Linked DNA regions of Danio rerio: region 1 is linked to region 2. A link is a contact called in public Hi-C data. All regions are on one chromosome and are shown on one strand. Each heading gives the region's core, a stretch centred on a gene start, on an enhancer-like site or on the middle of the called end of the contact. The rest is flanking DNA. Distances are from core to core; before and after follow the strand shown. Region 1 holds the start of txndc5 (thioredoxin domain containing 5). Region 2 holds the start of zgc:101569.

Region 1 (5,583 bases), core at 1,851-4,350, 130 kb before region 2:
GATAGGATAATCAGCTAAAGCTGGAACAGCTGTGAACAATCATAAGCACGTGATCCTCTCGAAATTTGTTTATAAATAAACTTTACTTAATTTCCAATGGTATTCTACTGAAGCCTGTTGGACAACATGGAGAGCAGTGAAAGGGGCACAGAACGTTGGCATTATGATTGGCCATATTTCCTGTCAATCAAACTGCTACAAAGGGTCAATTGCACCAATGGAATCAAGTGAGTGTGAAACCAATTACACTCAGACTTAGGCCCCCATGGCAAATACATCCAGGGTAAAGTCCTCTTTAGTCTGTGCAGAAGAATCAGCTCACCAAGAATATACAAACAAGTACAAGACAAGCTTCAAACATGCCCTCCCTGAACTGTGTGCGTGGTTGTCTAGACACAGGTGTTGCTCTTTCAAGAATTCCCGCCGCATGTATCCCAGACGGGAAAGGAAAACTGATAATTCCAGCAGATTTCCTGCAGAATTCTGGCTGGAGATTAGATTCTCAGCAGAAGAGACCCCATAAAACCCCAATACAATACTGATAGCCATGGTAACCTCTCAGTGCCGTGACCATCCATTCCAGATGAAAGCCTGTCTGAGATTGTTTCCATAACGACTGCTTGGCGTGAGCTGCTGTACTGGGTTTTCCCATGGCGGATTTTATAGCTGTTTGTCAGCATCCGTTCCTTGTAAGTGGATGTGTCCTTCAGCCATGAACTTCAACCTAAGCAAGAAGATGCTATATCTTACTTTAAAAAAATTAAAGAAAACCAAAAAAAAAATTTCTAAAAGTAAATAAGTGATGCCATTTTTATTGTATACGACAGTTTTGCATGAGGAAAATAAGGATGAATCTTTTTCAGATCAATGTGTTTAAAAGGATATCCTGAAGAACAGGGCAATGGTGTTTAGCTTAGTTGATGAACCATGTGCAAGTTCACAAAAGCACATTTTCTTCATTAATTTTTATTTGGCAGAAACGGTCTACTCTCAGATGAATTGTCAGGAAATACTTATTACTGAATATTAAAAACACTGAAATAATGTGCTGTATCTATGGTTACGGTAACTGACTGCTGAAATTCTGCTGACATTTGTGGTATTATTTCATTCTTTAAGCATGACAGTCTGCCACATTTGCTCGCTCTCGCATTTTCTCTCTCACTCACATCATAGTTAGTAATCTCTATCCATCATTTTAGCGAATGAAGAAAATAAACAGCTTGTCCTCCATTCTAATTAATGGTGTTTGGCAAGGACTGCAGCTTTAGTATTGCTGCCCTCTTGCCAAAATAATTATTGTTTACTTATTATTATTCACAATGTTTTGATGCTGCATAGTTTTTAAAGACTTCTTTTATTTAATTAATTATTAGGGCTTTAGGCTTCGCATTGGAAAAAAAAAACATGATTAAAGAAGTCACTAATAAGCATTTTGATATTACACTAATGTATTTTCATCTTAATTGATTTGTCTCTTTGTTTGTTTGAAAATACCTTAATCACATTCTGTAATGCATTGTGTAGTGATTAATGTGGAAAGGAAAAAGAAAAAATAATCCAGCTAATTGACTTGTTGGATGCTAAACATTTGGAACAGGGGTGCCCAAACTCGATCCTGGAGGGCCGGTTTACTGCAAAGTTTAGTTCCAACCACAATCAGTTTGGACACCCCTGGTTTAGAACATATTGAAAATGAACCTGTCGGTTAGTAAAATATTACATATCATTCATTCATTCATTATCTTTTTCTGGCTTAGTCCCTTTATTAATCCACAACAACCCAATATTTATTGGCTGTTAATTTTTTATATTTGTAAAGAGGTTTTCCCAGAATATTGGCTCATTTTGTTGGTTTTATACATTCAGTCAATGAAAAGCATATGTACATACATATATACATACATATATGCATACATATTTATATATATATATATATATATATATATATATATATATATATATATATATATATATATATATATATATATATATATATATATGTATATATATATATATATATATATGTATATATATATATATATATGTATGTATGTATATATATGTATGTATGTATATATATATATATATATATATATATATATATATATATATATATATATATATATATATATATATATATATATATATATATATATATATAACATCATTAGAATAAAATAATATGTAAATAAATGGGTGTTTTTATTTAAAAAATAGTTTACTATAATGTAGGCTAATTAAACATTAATATAAACTAAACATTTTTAATTCATATCTTAAACTTTTTTTAATTAGAAATGTTAGTAATTCAAAAATATTACAAATAAATAGCAATTTTCATTGTTTAGACCTGGGTGTCCAAACTCTGTCATGGAGGGCTGTCTTGCAGAGTTTAGCTCCAACTAGCTTCAACTCAACAGCCTGGAAGTTTCTAGTATATCTAGTAAGAGCTTGATTAGCTGGTTCAGGTGTGTTTGGTTAGGGTTAGAAGTAAACTCTCCAGGACACTGGCCCTCCAGAAACGGAGTTTGGACACCCCTGGTTTAGACTTAGGCTATATAACAGGGGTCACCAATCCTGGTCCTGGAGGGCCGGTGTCCCTACAGGGTTTTGCTCCAACTTGCCTCAACACACCTGCCTGGATGTTTCAAGTATACCAAGTAAGACCTTGATTAGCTTGTTCAGATGTGTTTGATTAGGGTTGGAGCTAAAATCTGCAGGACACCGGCCCTCCAGGAACAAGTTTGGTGACCACTGCTATATAAGATTCATACAATAAGCTATACAAAGTATTTTTACATTTAGTATAGGATTGGGTCTTTCGCACTTGCATGGGAGTCACAAATAAAACCACACAAAATCATACATTTTTCTTAATTTTCTGTATATTTTAGCACAATTAATATTCCTGAAATGCACTGTAAAACTTCATGGCTCTCATGAGCCTCCGTACAGCGGTGCCCCGGATGTGCGGACTTGATAAGGGCGCATGCGCACCAGATCAGATCTACAAATCATACGGCTCGCCGCCGGAGCAGTGATAATTGCTCTTTGGGTGTTCTAGATATCAACTCTCTCTACTCATAGCGGCGCACGCACTCACACACTCATATAAACTCACCGCTCCGCTTCATTCGCAGGCCCGGACAGTGTTGATCATGAAGCCGTTTTTAACGAGTTTTATTTATCTGGCGCTATTATGTAGTAGATTATCATGTGACAATGACACAGAGGAGGACGAGCACGCCAAACACACATATACGGTGGAGATGTTCAATGATGCCATCTCTACCGCTCCACACTTCGTCATGTTCTTCGCGCCCTGGTAAAACTGAACACCTTCAACAAACACTTTATGCATTAATATGTGATATTACATTAAGTGGTGAATGCATTGAGATATATCTCGTGTTACTTCTGGCTTAAACTCCTGAGATTTGTTCATGATCAACTTCGCCAGCCACTTTAAGTCTGCAGGCACGTTCATTATGAAATCAGTTGTGGGATAAAATGCATGCAAAGTTTGCGATGTTCGTTCATGTAAATGCCCGTTGATTAGTTAAAACTATAATAGTGGACTTTGGCTAAAAAGTTAAAATTCCTGCAGTCATAAAGTTTTAGTGTACGTGGCAGAACAAGAACAGCCATGACATCAGACATCACTTCCTCATCAGAAAAAAAAAAAAAAAAAAAATTCTAGGAATAGTTTTTGGATTTGACCATAAAATATTTAATATTTACTTTCTCATTCTGTGCCATGATAGGGCTTATTTAAAGTGCCTCGTTATCACCTCACTACAGTATTGTAGATGCATTAACTTAACACTGTTATGTTTAAAAAAAGAAAAGAAATCTGTGTTTTCATGCACAGTGTGCATTAATTTGCCTTTTACAAAGATACAGTATCTTTTTGTGTGTGTATATAAAAATATATACTTACCGTCCAATTTATTAGGTACACCTTACTAGTACCAGGTTGGACCTGCTTTTGCCTTCAGAACTTCCTTAATCCTGCATGGCATAGATTCAACAAGGTACTGGAAATATTCCTCAGATTTTGGTCCATATCCACATGATACACAGCATCACACAGTTGCTGCAGATTTGTCAGCTGCACATCCATGACGTGAATCTCCCGTTCCACCACATACTGTACCAAAGGTGCTCTGTTGGATTGAGATCTGGTGACTGCGGAGGCCATTTGAGTACAGTGAACTCATTGTCATGTTCAAGAAACCATGATTCGCGCTTTAGTGCGTTATCCTGCTGGAAGTAGCCATCAGATGATGGGTACACTGTAGTCATAAAGAGATGGACATGGTCAGCAATAATTCTCAAGTAGGCTGTGGCATTGACACGATGCTCAGTTTGTACTAATGGGCCCAGAGTGTGCCAAGAAAATATCCCCCACACCATTACACCATCACCATCAGTCTGAACCGTTGATGCAAGGCAGGATGGATCCATGCTTTCATGTTGTTGATGCCAAATTCTGATCCTACTATTTAAGTTTTGCAGCAGAAGTCCAGACTCATTAGACCAGGCAATGTTTTTATTTTTATTTTCTATTGTTCAATTTTGGTGAGCCTGTGTCAATTGTAGCCTCAGTTTCCTGTCCATACCAACCTTCTGCTGCTGTAGCCCATCCGCCTCAAGGTTCGACGGCGTTTAGAGATGCTCTTCTGCATACCTTGGTTGTAACGAGTGCTTATTTGAGTTGCTGTTGCCTTTCTATAAGCTGGAACCAGTCTGGCCATTCATCTCTGACCTCTGGCATCAACAAGGCATTTGCACCCACAGAATTGCCACTCATTGCCTATTCATTGAGTTGCTGCCATTTGGTTGGCTGATTAAAAATTTGTGTTAACGAGCAGTTGGACAGGTGTACCTAATAAAATGGCCGGTGAATGTATATATGACAACATATATCTTATTATATATAGAATACTTTTTTAATGTGTGCACATTATGGTGAGAGCACAAACTGCAAAATAGTTATTGTTAAGTCATATTCACCTATGTGTATTACTTTTAAAAATGAAATAATTTTAAAGTGACATGTTGAAGAGCTAAATATTCCTGTTGGACATTTTTCTTTTCTCAAATGTGAAGTGTATAATAAAAGTTAATTCAATTATTTTTATTTAGATTTTTTACATCTTAGAGCATTTCACTGCAACAGATTTAGTGATCTTCTAAAATAACTTTTGTAATATAAAGAGATGTATATGTAATAACCTAGTGAACAGTGTCTACATAGTGCTAAAAGTGTTCATGTTTGTTGTGTACAGGTGTGGTCACTGTCAGAGGCTGCAAGGAACCTGGAATGAGTTGGCAGACAAATATAACAGTATGGAGGCTCCTCCTGCGTATGTTGTGAAAGTCGACTGCACAAAAGACACTAAGTTTTGCTCCATTGAACATGGAATCCGTGGATACCCAACGTAAGCACCGTTTATAACAGCACATTATCTCCTCCAACCATCTCTTAAAGGATGATCAACTAACCTGACAGTCATGTGCTTATGGTAAAAGTTAAATGTGGTTTGATTAATCATTGACTGGCTAACTGTCCTGTGT
Region 2 (6,004 bases), core at 862-3,361:
AGACACCTTATACAGGTGAATTTTTGAGGCCATCTATTCAGCCTATTTATTTACTTATTTGTAAATGTGTATAAATTCATATTTATTCAACGTTTTATGTTAATTTAAGTGATATTATTGAATAATCATTTTAGTCTATTTAGGTACAACAACATTTTTAACAATATATTTTCTATGTATATTAGGGGATGTATTATAGCGCTACTAAAATGATTTAATAAATTGCTTTTTGATTTAAATTTAAATTAGACTATAGGTCATTTAAAATAAATATTAAAATGTAATTTCACAGCAAAAAATTACAACACAACCTAAGTTTAAAAACGTACAACACAATTTGTAACATTATATTTTCAATGTATTGTAGCAGATGTACTATAGCGCTACTGTAGTTTTGTTTACCAAACAAATGTTTCTAGTTGGATTTACATTGTAAACCTTAAAAGTGCTGACGTTTTTTTTTTTTTAGTAATAATTTTTCATCTCCTATACACTGAATATCCTAAGACCTTTAGTGTCTGAACATTACAACAATTTTAATATTTTTTTTACTCTCATTTTCATTTGAGATTATTATTAATAATGAGGTTTTTATTAAAATTAGGTGTTTATTAAAACAACCCATATTTGCGTCTGCATGTAATTCCAAAACACTGTGTAATATTAATAATTTAATTATAATAATTTTCTTTAGTTACACCAAATTTGACTTGTTTTCAGCAAAAATGGTTTACATGGATATTGACATGAGACATGTACACGTCGTGTACATAAATCCAAAATAACTCTGAGTATATGCAATTGTATAAAATATGCTTGATGGTTTCAATATCACTTTCTGTGTAACACACACATACATACATACATATACATACATATATATATATATATATATATATATATATATATATATATATATATATATATATATATATATTTTTTTTTTTTTTTTTTTTTTTTTTTTTGATGATGAAAATATGAAACCACAATCAGGAGATCAATATAAGAGAGATACAAAAGAGGGAAAATACAAGCTACATTAACTGCAGACAGAAAAAATACTAACAAAGAAAGGGGTGAGTAAATTACAATTGTATAAAAGTGTATCAAAATAAATAAATTAGGAGCATTACAGGAAAGCTAAATCAAAGCAGAGTCAATACACAACAGTTCTTCATATAGTACCATAAATCGGACACATTTTTTGTTGTTAAACAAAGATTTGAGCAGCGTCAACTTCAATCAGAAAATTAGGGATTGAAGCCATGCGTTTAAAAAAAGTAAAATATATATTCTTTAGCTTTATGTGCAGATTCTCGTGTAATATAAATAGTAAGTTACGAGGCTCGACTAGTTCTGTGCATTGCGTCACAACTCTGCTTTCGTTTCTGTATGCCCTAAATAAGTTAATAAGGTCAACCGTAGCGTTAGGTATTTCTAAATAATCTTTCCTTTCTTGCTACTTAAACACTGGGTAACATTAACGATATGTCGTCTTTAACTGGAACTTAGAGGAAGATTGAAAGCTATTCACCCATTGCACTATTGCTGAAGTCCAACTCAGCTTACAAGAGTCTCAGGTAAAAGTTATTTGATTGGTCAGTTGTGAACATTACAGTCCCCTCCTACGTTCACGGGCGTTTCTGAATGTGTGGGTGTTTCCAAACTGGTGATTTTTTTTTTTCTAAACCATGCAATGAAAATGATCTCCCTTAATGAACCCCCGCCTAACCCAACCTAAACCCAATCAGGTGACATGTTGTCAGAACGCCTCTCCATTTTGGCCTCGCCTACCGGTCAGGTTACTCCCACTAAGTTACTTTCATACAGACCTGTAGTGAGTTCCTCCAAAGTCCAAACTTTAAGTTTTTGCTGACCTCTACCGACAAAGGGGGAAACTTTGTTTTTACTTTACCTGAGCTCGTAGTTTTTCTTTCCTTGTTTGAAGTGCTGCTGTTAAATCTTTGTCCTTTCACGTAGTTTAAACTCAGGATCGCCCTCCTAAAGGCACTATTAACTGACATTCTCCCTAAAGTTAGAGCCATAATTAAGGAGAAACTGTTAACGTGTGTCTCATCTGTGTTTTGCGTAGTTTAAAGTGGTATATTGCGTCAAACTTCACTTTTTTTACGACAAGAAATAATAATAATAAACGACACTTCAGAATTCAGAATGCCAAATTAAAAGTCACTCAGATAACGGCATTAATTCAGTTCAATTAAATTCAAGTTTATATGTTATTTCACTATAATTATTGTTTACAAAAGCCCATTTATACATTAAAATGACATTGGAAAAAAATTAAGGTTATGTTGCGTCAATACTAAGTAATGCATGTATAAATTACATTAATGCAGTGTTTCTAAACCACATTCCTGGAGGACTAACAACACTGCATGTTTTGGATGTCTCCTTTGTCTGTTACACCCATTACAGTTCCTTCAGTCTCTGCTAATGAGCTGATTATCTAAATCAGGTGTGTTTGGTTAAGATCATGCAACATGTACAGAGCTGATGGTCCTCCAGGAACATGGTTGAGAAACACTGCATTAATGTAGCCTACGTATAGAATGCACTTTCAATCACAAAACTTTTATTCATTCATTCTCAGTCCCTTTATTAATCTGGGGTCGCCGCAGCAGAACAAACCGACAACTTGTCTAGCATATGTTTTACGCAGCGGATGCCCTTTCAGCCGCAACCCAACACTGGGAAACATCCAAACACCCTCATTCATACTCGTACACTACGACCAATTTAGTTTATTCAATTCACCTGTACCACATGTCTTTAGACTTGTGGGGGAAACCGGAGCACCCGTAGGAAACCCACACAAACACTGGGGGAACATACTGGGAGAAACTCCACACAGAAATGCCAACTGACTGGAACCAGTGACCTTCTTGCTGTGAGGCAACAGTTCTAACCACTGAGCCATTGTGTCGCCTAATGAATAAACACTTTTAACGTAATATTAACTGCAATAAATGAGTTAATTCTTTAGAAAAGTAATTTGTTTGTATCTTCTAGATAAAGTTATAGTTTATTTATTTATGTTTAATATTAGTTAGGCGACGCAGTGGAGCAGAAGTGCTGTCGCCTTACAGCAAGAAGGTCGCTGGTTCGAGCTGATTCAGTTGGCGTTTCTGTGTGGAGTTTGCATGTTCTCCCTGCGTTCGCGTGAGTTTCCTCAGGGTGCTCCGGTTTTCCCAATGTCCAAAGACATGCGGTACAGGTGAGTTGAGTAGGTTAAATTGTCTGTAGTGTATGAGTGTGTATGTTTCCCAGAGATGGGTTGCAGCTGGAAGGGCATCCGCTGCATAAAACATGTGCTAGATAAGTTGGCGGTTCATTCCGCTGTGGCGACCCCAGATTGATAAAGGGACTAAGCCAACAAGAAAATTAATGAATTAATAATATTAGTTACTATTTTCTCCTGATATATAGCGGGACCTGTATTTTGAAATTCAAAGACATTTTCCCCTGACCCGGATGTGTAAACGCGATCCATCCTCAACATGCCTCTCATTCATTTCGTGTTTTTTCGTTTGTTTTGAAGGTAAAGTGTTGGCTTTTCTTTCCAAATTACGTAAACCAAACGCAGATGAGATGTTTTAAGTACTACCCGGTCGTCATTCCATTCAGTTAATACTTTATTTTCATGGACTAATCTGATGTTTGAAGATACTGACGCTTTATGGTCCAGTTCACGCGAAGTTTTCTTGTAGACAGTAATCGAGATAACGTTAGTCAACTGAAACACAACCCAGAGGAGGACTTCAACAGTTTCCCCCCCTGCTGCTCATAATGTCTTTAGCTGGTGCGCTGTGGTTTGCAGTTCAGGATGATTTATTAACAAATGGTGTATGTAACAACACAACATCATCCAACATCAGCAACAAAAAACCAGACAAACAGCCCAGCACCAGCGAGCCCATCTCTGCTCCCGAGATCCACTCTGTGCTGGGCGGACTGGACGATCACTTCCTTTCACGCTGGTTACATCTCAACCGACAGTGTCTGCGGTTCATCATCGATTTCATCCAGGCCCGTTTTAAAAAAGACATATTTGCGTCCAGCCACAAGCCGAACTTGTCCGAGGCCAACATTCTGGCCGCACTTGCCTACTACGCACAGGGGTCTCTGCCAAATAAAGTCACAGACCGTCTGAGAATCGATCAGAAAACAGCATGCGAGGCGGTGAAGGCCACCACCAAACTCTTATCAGACTTAACCCCCGAATTCATCACATTCCCGAACAGTTATAACGACCGCATGGGTGCCGCACAAGCCTTCAAGAACCTGAGCGGCATCCCGCATGTGGTGGGAGTGTTGGGGTATTTGCACATAAGGGTGAGACCTCCCGTCTTGGAGGAACGCATGTATGTGAATACTCTGGGTTATCATTCAATCATGGTGCAGGTCATATTCGACGCGGACGGGAATCTCTTTAGTGTGGAGCAGTGCTGTCCTGGGGGAACTCCTGAACACTCTGTTTGGGAAAACTCGGACATTGGCAGACAGTTCAGCATATTTCAACACGGGCACACGTGGATCATTGGTAAGAACCATTGGGAACAACTAATAAACCTTTAGTTTTCTTATTTTACCTTAAATCCTATAGGTCAGGGGTTCCCAAAGTTTTCAGCCCACGACCCCCAAAATAACAACGTCAGTGACTCACGACCCCCACTAATTTCAAAGGTGGTTGTAAACACAAATGTTCAATGCAACGGCACACACACACACACACACACACACACACACACACACCAATAAGCCTATATAAACATAAGCATATTGACAGCACTAAAAAGTGCAACAGTCTTAACATCTATAAACCATTTAAGGGATGTAATCAAAACAATGGTCCTAACATACTTCCTGTTTTACATTTTTAATTTCTATATTTTCTTAGAATCTATAAAGAGCTACATATTGATAAATAATGTCATGATAGCTGTTTTTACGTTAAGTTATGAATGAATTGCTTCTTGTTACAGTTATGAAATAGCTTGATCACCACATTGAAATGGTCTATATATATATTTTATAGTCATTTATTGATTTAATTTAATATAATCTTCGCTTAATAAGACTGGTCAACACAATGTTTACACCAGGAGTCTGTTTTAATTATGGAGCCCATCACTCGGAGGTCATTCTCAATGTTTAGTCTCCTGTATTCATCTTTAATGTGTTTGAGTGACATAAAGGTGTTGAAAGTTAAGACTGGTGCTGTAAAATCAATTTGCTGCAAATGATGCTACTGCTGTGGGGATAATCTAATGTAAAAACCCAAGGAATGGCCATCCAATGAGGAAAAAAAATGAAATTGGTGGCTATTAATTTGCATTTTAATATACTCTTTTTTTAATTCTGTCAGTTATGGCTAAATAGTACTTTTAATGGCTTATTAAAATTGATTTGATTTTTGAAAATCACCCTGCGGCTGCTCAGGGACCCCATCCTCCACTTTGGGAACCATATGTAATGGTAACAAATTGAGATGAAGTTGGTTTTATAATCACACATTTATACTTTCTACTTAACATAATAACAGAAAAGTATTCTTTGCAAATTTCATATTGTGACATCGTAGTATTAGTCAATGACTATCAAAGTACAACAATGTTCACTGTCAAGTAGTGATAATGTTGTTTTGAAGTCATACTTTCATGTTGTTTCAGGCCAAATATTCAAAGTACCATGGTAAACATTATAGGGTGCATGTCACAAGTTGGCACTGAACAAATGTGTGAATATAATCCATTTTGGGGTGATTTTGAGTCTTAATTTGGCCACAACTTTCTCTGTTTCTTATTTTGACACATATTTTGTGAAAATACTGTAGAAAATTTTCAAAGAGTCTACAATATACTCTCCTTAGTGCTTCTACTTTACTACTTTTGCCCCATTGACTTCCATAATCATATAGAGTGGACCATTTCAATGTGGTGATGTCATTGGTCCATGAACAGTTCCTGCTTGTTATCAAACTATT

What was found. Hi-C and Micro-C count contacts between places; a contact is called where the count stands out from the background.
Region 1: a Hi-C map of hematopoietic stem cells shows a contact between it and region 2, with 4 times the contacts expected there. The contact joins the promoter of txndc5 here to the promoter of zgc:101569 in region 2. A contact is called at or near these places in 3 of 18 Hi-C or Micro-C datasets (caudal fin, hematopoietic stem cells and an unstated tissue).

What each region holds. Positions count from the first base shown.
Region 1 is chr24:8,168,089-8,173,671 of GRCz12tu, reverse strand. It overlaps txndc5 (thioredoxin domain containing 5), which reads left to right and starts at 3,100. Exons shown (of 10, transcript NM_213016.2): 1 at 3,100-3,328; 2 at 5,295-5,447. The coding sequence starts at 3,162.
Region 2 is chr24:8,037,073-8,043,076 of GRCz12tu, reverse strand. zgc:101569 reads right to left here and starts at 2,111. Exons shown (of 6, transcript NM_001005995.2): 1 at 1,916-2,111. The coding sequence starts at 2,045. It overlaps si:dkey-197c15.6, which reads left to right and starts at 3,497. Exons shown (of 2, transcript XM_692391.11): 1 at 3,497-4,561. The coding sequence starts at 3,808.